Regions from separate parts of the Ovis aries genome. Here region 2 is linked to region 1. Evidence: chromatin contacts called from public Hi-C data. All regions are on one chromosome and are shown on one strand. The core of a region is the stretch at or near the end of the contact, and the rest is flanking DNA. Distances in the headings are between cores, read along the strand shown.

Region 1 (3,853 bases), core at 810-3,309:
TTCTTTGAATTAGAAACATTTTTATAAATTTCACTTATATCGTAGTACCCATCAAATGAATGCTACCTAAAAATTACTATGATTTCTATGTACTATTGATGGCATACTTACATGAATACATATCTCATAGTCGATATAAGAGTGCCAGAAGTCCTCCTTCTGAATCCTAGGATCTCGAACCCAGACACTTACAAATTCCTGTAAGGGCATCACAAAGAAATATGTTTCCAAACTGCAAGTAGGGCTCCGAAGGGCTGAGAGAAATGACTGTACTAGAACAAAACTGAAAGGCGCTTTAACTTATGTGGTTGTAATCCTTTAAAAAAACAAGAAGTTAATGAATCAAGCACCACAGGAAGTCCAAAAAACACTATTGCCACAAATGGAATTTTTACAATAATGCAAAACTGAGCTGGGCTCGATTTGGTTTTACAGGTTATATGAAGACAATAAGAACAGAGTATTCTGAAACTGATTTTCAATTTTTAATCATGAAAAATAGGTTCACATTTTTATCAAGTTTTAAAAAAGGTCATTTCATTTCTCTGCATTAAAACTACAGGCCCTGCCTGATAAGTTACTTGCTGCTGCTACTGCTAAGTCGCTTCAGTCGTGTCCGACTCTGTGTAACCCCAGAGACGGCAGCCCACCAGGCTCCCCCGTCCCTGGGATTCTCCAGGCAAGAACACTGGAGCGGGTTGCCATGTCCTTCTCCAGATAAGTTACTTGCTAGAACACTAACAAGAAAGAGTGACAAAGGTCGTGTGAAAAGCAAGCAAGGAGGGCTGAAAATCACTTTTGCGCACCCCATGCCTGAGAATAAGCAATACTAACTTAGTAATATGAACAGAAAGATGGGTACTTTTAACATATGTTTCTATTCTTAAAATACACTTTCCCATGTGGTAAACTACTTCTTCATAACAACCTCATGTTATAGGTAAAAGTTAGAGAAGTTAAAAAAATACAGAGTAGATCATTTTATTCCTTTTTAAAGATAATAAGAACAGGAAACACGGGGTAAATTTTAAAATACTTTTTGAAAAAGTGCTCTTCACTACATCAGCTTAATTTTAAAATATGAAAACATGTACAACAAAAAATTGTTATGTTTGGCATGATAATCTTTGAAAGTATCATTAATTCATTTGGTGATTATAAATTTGCTAACTGAATTTCATTTTACATATTTTTAACCTTTTGTTTTGAAGAAGAAAAAAGACTTCAGGACTGAAATTGTAGGCATTTCTACTGCTTTGCTTTAGCACATCTGAGAAGCAGGCTGTCAATCCTCCAGAGCAGCAGCAGAAGAAATATTATGGAGTTTTCTGGACAAAGAACCTCCATTCTGTTATGCAGATAATAAAATGAGAGTGTGCAAGACAGAAAATTAACAGAAAGGGAGAAAGACAGTCCACATTCCCTTAAACAGCTTTTGCTACCTGTAAGTCTCACCTTCTAAAGTAATACTTTGTTCTTGCATTGGAGATTTCTACCCAACTGCTTGTTCTCAATACGCATACAGAGGTGACGACTTAATGCTCCAAAAAGACTTATTTTGAAATCTTTTCATTATGTATTTTTAAAGTCATTTAGAAGACAGACAATAAAAACAAGGCAACAATACAGCAATGTTCTAAACATTTTGGCCATTATTTCTTAAACACACATTCTTAATTATAAGAAGGATTATAAAAACAATTGTTGATAAGAGCCCCTCTTACATAAAGTGTAGCTGGTTCAGTGTAAAGCAGATTCCGCCCAGGGGCAGAAATGAAACAGAACCCAGGCACCCTGCCCTCAGGACACATTTCACCGCCATCTGCTACCAGAGTGTGTACGTAACTCATTTTCCCGCAGTGCTTTTCACACACCCATAGTTCTTAGAAGGAATGAATCAATCATCAGTGAATCAATAAACAGAGGGACAAATAGGTTAAGGATAGGAGAGAAGATCAGAGTCCAGGGTAGACCACATCTAACCCTCTAAAGTGTCCCCATACACTCAGGGCAAGACAGAATGTTGACAAGGGCTACCAAGGTTATCCTGCCCCCATTCAGCCGGACTAAGGGAGAAGTCTCCTAGTCAACCAGTCACATGTAGGCCACACTCCCTCACAGGGTGCTGGCAGCTCCACTTTTCCACTGGAGAAGCAGAAGTTCTTGAAAATCCCACAGGGAAAATTAAATATTTCCAACAGTTCAGTGTTCCACATTAACAGCAGAAGACACACACCCGTTACTGAAATAGTGAGCCTTTCCCCAGGTTAAACAAAAACGAAAAGACAAACAAATGCATTTGCCAATTTTATACAAACCTGTCATTTAAAAAAGGGTTTCTGAACTAAAATTATAGAATCCACAGTTACTACAGCATCACAGACTCCTTGACCACTCAACATATTATTAATTGAAGATGGTAGTAATGACAAATATTTCTCAAAAAAATCAGAACTTTTCCCCCCTGTTTGTCTGCTATTGCCCAACTACTAACATCTAAACTTTGAGTAATATGTCCCTTTTCATGGAAAGAACACTGAAATTATGGTCACAAGACCAGGGGTGAATTCTTGTTCACTTACTTCCTAAATTATGTGCTTATTCACTGAGCCTCTGTTTCTACATCAGGAAAATAGGAATGATGGCTATCCAACCTATCTCAGCTGTTCATTAAGAGGATCAAATTATAAAATACCTGTGAAAGCAGCAGGAAAATTTTATTGTGCTACATGAAGTCAAATATTATATAGACAGGAAAGTGCTTATAAACCCAAAGCATGAAGGTCTTCCCATAGACCTTGGTAATAAGCAATTCAGAAACGCTAACACAATTATCTTTTTCAAGTACAAATTTATTAATTTAAGAACCTAGTAGCAAATACTTTAATACTGTAATTTTTCAGTAAAAGGCAGAGACCTGAAGATTTCACAGGACTTGCTCGGAGCAGGCCCCTCATAATATTTGTAGAAGGAATGAATATCATAATGACAAATTACAGTAAGGAACCTAGTTCCCTCATCTTAATGGGTTAGAATTCTCAGATTCTACCTTTATTAATACTCATTACATCTAATCTTTCTGTAGGGAAGGATATGTTGAAAACAGATTCTAAAACTAAGCTGGGAAAAAAAAAAAATCTCCTAAGAACACAGCAATGCAGGCTCCGATGAGAGCGTATTTTGAGTTGGAGGCACACTCAAAATGCACACTCAAAATTAACTATGGTGCTAAGTCTCCAAATACTTTCTCAGTCCTGAAAATCTTTAACTTGGTTGAAGTGCTAAATGGTAAGCTTCCTTCCTTCTCATTCCCTTCCACATCTCTGTGGCCCTGAGAGCCATCCCAAGCTGCTGTTCTTCACATCCTGTTACCATTCCAGGGTGACCTCATCCAAACATATGGTTTCAAGCACACAGCACGAACTGATGATTCTCTCTCCATCTCGGTCCAGGCATCTCCCCACATATCCAGCCTCCTGCCCAGAAGGTTCACTTGAAAATCCCATTAGTGCACAGAGTCCACACCCTTCCCACATCCTCCTCCTCATCTCATCCCCAGCAACCCAAGCCAAAAATCCAGAGTCCCCAGACTTCTGTCTTTGACTCGCTGACCAAGTCCTGCAGTTTCACACTCCTCTGATACACACACCACTCTATTCCCTCTGTGAGTGCTCTGACCCAAGGACGGATAGCATGCCCAATGTTAATGCAAGTGCTACTAATTGATCTCTGGGCCTGTATCCAATTCATCCCCCATACTAAAACAAGAACAGTTCCAAAGCACACATCTGATGATGTCATTTTCCTGCTGAAAATCCTACAAACCTGTCCCATGACCTTCAAGATCAAGTTC
Region 2 (3,854 bases), core at 1,168-3,667, 50 kb after region 1:
ATATGGTACTTGAAATCAAGCCTGGCAGACGGTAAGCCCTAAATAACAATTCCACGTTATAGAAATCTGGGACACATTTGCTGGGTGGTTAAGATCTTGAGCTGAAGAGTCTAGGGAAGCCATAGATATCTTGATAACTCATTTTCCCTCAGATGTAAACAGAATCTGCTTCAGAGGTTTGTTATAAGGATTAATGAGCCTGCCATGTTAAAAACTCTTCACAATGCCTAGTACATAGTCAGTGCTCAGTAAATGTCAGCTATTGTTATGAACAATTCTGGGAGACAAGGATTATCAGTACCTTTTTTTAGTTCTGAAGAAAGGATAAATCATAAAGTTAAGTGTTCTGCTGACAGTACCTCAGTTAGTAAATGATTATCCCCAGATTTCAACTCCAATGAATCTGAAACCAGAAGTTGTAACCACTATCACACACAACCCCTTAATTTGAACAGGGCTTAGAGAACAGAAAAGCTGATTCATACCTACTAATTTTATGAGAGAGAGAGAGGGAAAAAAAGACTGTTGGTGATAAGAGTCTTTTATCCAAAATGCAGGGTATTTATTCTCCAGGGAGGTCAGTCATGACTGGCCAAAAGCCCTCATTTGCTACTCTTAGAAATGCAAGACTGGAAAGGCTGGACCCTGGTCTCATTGATTTCAAACCCCTGGCAAGTAGTTGTTAAACCACAGCCCTCACATCAAAAGAGGAAAAAGAAGCCATTTCCCATAATAGCTGAACAAACAAACTGAGTTCCCTAAAATGCAAGTAGAGACCCTAAGGCTGAGAAAAGTATTATTAAGAATGCTCCAAAATCACATAGAAATGCCACAGTAGAACACAACATTAGTCTTTAAACAACAAACTTTTATGCGGGAAGGAATGAAGGTGTTTATGCCTGTTTCCAACACCAAGCTCCAGGGGGCCTTCCCTGGAGGAAGTAAAATAAGAGGAAGTTCCTACCACAGACCTCTGTTGCAGGAGGAAAAGCATAGGTTCAGTCAAGAGACCCTGGTGAAGGGCGGTGTCACCTGAGAGCCACACCCCACTCCTCCAACACCAGTTTCCTCCCTAGTGAAATAGTCACCTCAGAAATGAGAATGAAATAGACCAGCAGGAGAAACAGGGTGGTCCACTGAAATACAGGTCAGTGCTAATCACCTTTCTTCACATCTTCTATATATTTAGTTCTGGGTGTATGGTATTTTTTGTCTTCTTTCAAAACAGTCCCATTAGTCAATCTTAAATCTACCATGCCTTTAAAAAGCGGGGTGGGGTGGGGGTGCGGTGCGTAGGACTAGGCATCATTGATCATTGGAAGAGATGGCAGAAACAGCAGAAGCATCTCATTCAACTGCATCCTTGGAGCTTGGTCCATCGGATGGAGTAGCCAGTTCCCCTCTTTGGCTGCACTCATCCCTGCCGCCCAGCCCCCTCCCAGGGGCTAAGAGGGACTTAATGCCTTCCCAGCCTACCCCCACCCCCACGCCCCTAGAGGTGTGGAGAAGGCTGCGGACGGAGGGGGTCAGAAGCCCACCACAATCTAGGCCTGTTTCTGCTCTCACTGGCTGGATGACTCTGCTCCCTAGGGCCTTAGTTTCCCAGCCTTAAAATGAGAGGTTTGAAGGAGATCACATGAAAGCCTCCTGCCTGCTCTAAATTTCTAAACCCATTATTCTGATACATAAACGTGTTCTGCAGAAATAGAAGCCCTTACTGGCAAGCAGGGCTTGTGGTTCTACGTCCCCCTTCCATTCCCCTCAATCCCCCGCGGTCCATCTTACCGAAGTATGATACATCAGAACTGAAAAACAGGCTGTTGCTTTCCCGTGGCACCAGACCTAGTAATCAGTAAAATCAGTGGATTTTCTCTCGGGTCTTTTCCCTCAATCCCACAATCCCAAGAAAACCCCCTGCCTACTCCTCCCAATTTCTAAACTCAAAGCTATCCTTTCGTGAATTAAAAATACCCACCCCAACCCGGCCTGGTGTAAGGTGTCTCAGCACATTTCCCGAGCCCCGCCCCCCCTCCGCCGGCGTCCGGGATTCCACCTCTGCCCCACCTTCTCCCCGGGGTGTCTTTTTAGCAGGATCGATCCGATCCGTGCCCTCCCCTGGCAAACCAGCCGACCGATTCCTCTTCCCCGGCAGGAAAAGAGGCAACGCCAGGCTCCAACCCCAGGAGACCCAAGCATCTTCCTAAACCGCAGAGAGAGGCACCTGGGCGCAGAGGAAAGGGCCTTAAGCCTCCGCGAAGGAAAGGAAAGGGCGGCTGGCTAGTCCCTGGTCGCGGTTCCCACCCGGCGGCGCGAGGGAGGCCTTCCCGGCCGATCGCCTGTCACTTACGGGCGGCACCTCCAGGCAGAGCCGGGCAGAGCAGGGCCAGCGGGCCAGCGGGTGGCGGAGTTTGCTGACTCAAAGGCGCGGCGGCGGCGGCGAGCGCCGAGGAGCGCACACGAGCGCAGCCCCGCGCTCCCCGTGCACGTAGCGGCCCCGCGCCCGCGCTCCGCGCCCGCTATCCTGGCCGCCGCACCGCCCAACTCAGGTACGGCCCCGCGGAGGCCTGCCCCGCCCCTGCCGCGGACCTGGAAGCTGCGCTCGGCCCCCGAGGCTGGGGAGAGCTGTGCGGCCACTGGGGGGCGCCACTTAAAAGCCACCAGGAGCTTGCTAACCCCGTTCCGCCCCCTTAGTTACTTACGGAGAGGATGGTTGAATGGGAAGAGTGATAGATAGATAATGGTACAATGTCAATGGTAGAACCTAGGTGGTGGGCATATGAGTGTTTACTGAAAAATTCTTTCAACTTTTCTGTATGTTTGAATTTTTTCACAAGACATCCTGGGGGGAAAGAAATGAGGTCTGTCAAGGTGACTGAATCAGTAAACCGTTTTCCAAGTGGCATCTTGGGTTGCATCTGACCCACTTGTTCGCGTGGAAAGCCGCAATAATCACTTAAACCGCTAATGGGTGACTACATGACAGAATAATAAAGGCAGTGTTTTTAAAAATCCACTGAGTAAATGTTAAAGATTTTACTGGTTTTATTCAATGATTCATGATTCAGTTCAGTTCAGTTCAGTCGCTCAGTCGTGTCCGACTCTTTGCGACCCCATGTATCGCAGCACGCCAGGCCTCCCTGTCCATCACCAACTCCCGGAGTTCACTCAGACTCACGTCCATCGAGTCAGTGACGCCATCCAGCCATCTCATCCTCTGTCGCCCCCAATTCCTCCCAGCATCAGAGTCTTTTCCAATGAGTCAGCTCTTCGCATGAGGTGGCCAAAGTACTGGAGCTTCAGCTTTAGCATCATTCCTTCCAAAGAAATAGCCAGCATCAAGTTCAGCAGATAGGAAGAAGTGCTAAGGAGTTGTACAAAATAAAAGGCTCTTACAGACTTAAGGCCGGGAGACAAGGAAGTTATCCTAGCAAAACTCGGATTGGTCATGGCAAGATCACTTTTTTCTAGAAGACAGAGGTCTATCAGGGAGACAGTCACACTGCTGACCAGGTTGATATTAAGTTCCCATTTTGTGATGTCTCAGCAGATGGCCATAGTGGTAAAGACCCAACTGCCAATCCAGAAGGCATAACAGAGCAGGTTAGATCCCTGGGTTGGAAAGGTCCCCTGGAGGAGGGCATGGCAACCCACTCCAGTATTCTTGCCTGGAGAATCCCATGAGCAGAGGAGCCTGGCGGGCTACAGTCCATGGGGTCCCAAAGAGTCAGATGTGACTGAAGCAACTTAGTACACAGTGCCAGTGCTCACCATAAGTGACTCCTTTCTGGGCCTATTCTCTCTCTTTTAATAGGAGTCTAACATTTCATAATTTAAACATGAATTTTCTCACTAGA

The links. A called contact is a pair of places that touch in the nucleus more often than the background predicts.
Region 2: a Hi-C map of liver shows a contact between it and region 1, with 5 times the contacts expected there. The contact joins the promoter of SNX10 here to the enhancer-like site in region 1. A contact is called at or near these places in 8 of 16 Hi-C or Micro-C datasets (blood, hypothalamus, liver and 2 more).

The regions. Positions count from the first base shown.
Region 1 is chr4:71,182,307-71,186,159 of ARS-UI_Ramb_v3.0, forward strand. SNX10 (sorting nexin 10) reads right to left here. Exons shown (of 6, transcript XM_060415039.1): 2 at 112-198. Among named protein-coding and RNA genes, the nearest start is that of SNX10, 50 kb to the right of the region's middle. Within about 2 kb of position 2,060, at least 7 of the 54 cell types and tissues checked have an H3K27ac peak or open chromatin away from gene starts, as enhancers often do. A contact at or near this core is called in liver, where this site is marked.
Region 2 is chr4:71,231,959-71,235,812 of ARS-UI_Ramb_v3.0, forward strand. It overlaps SNX10 (sorting nexin 10), which reads right to left and starts at 2,418. Exons shown (of 6, transcript XM_060415039.1): 1 at 2,348-2,418. LOC132659743 (a long non-coding RNA gene) reads right to left here. Exons shown (of 2, transcript XR_009600500.1): 2 at 3,028-3,314.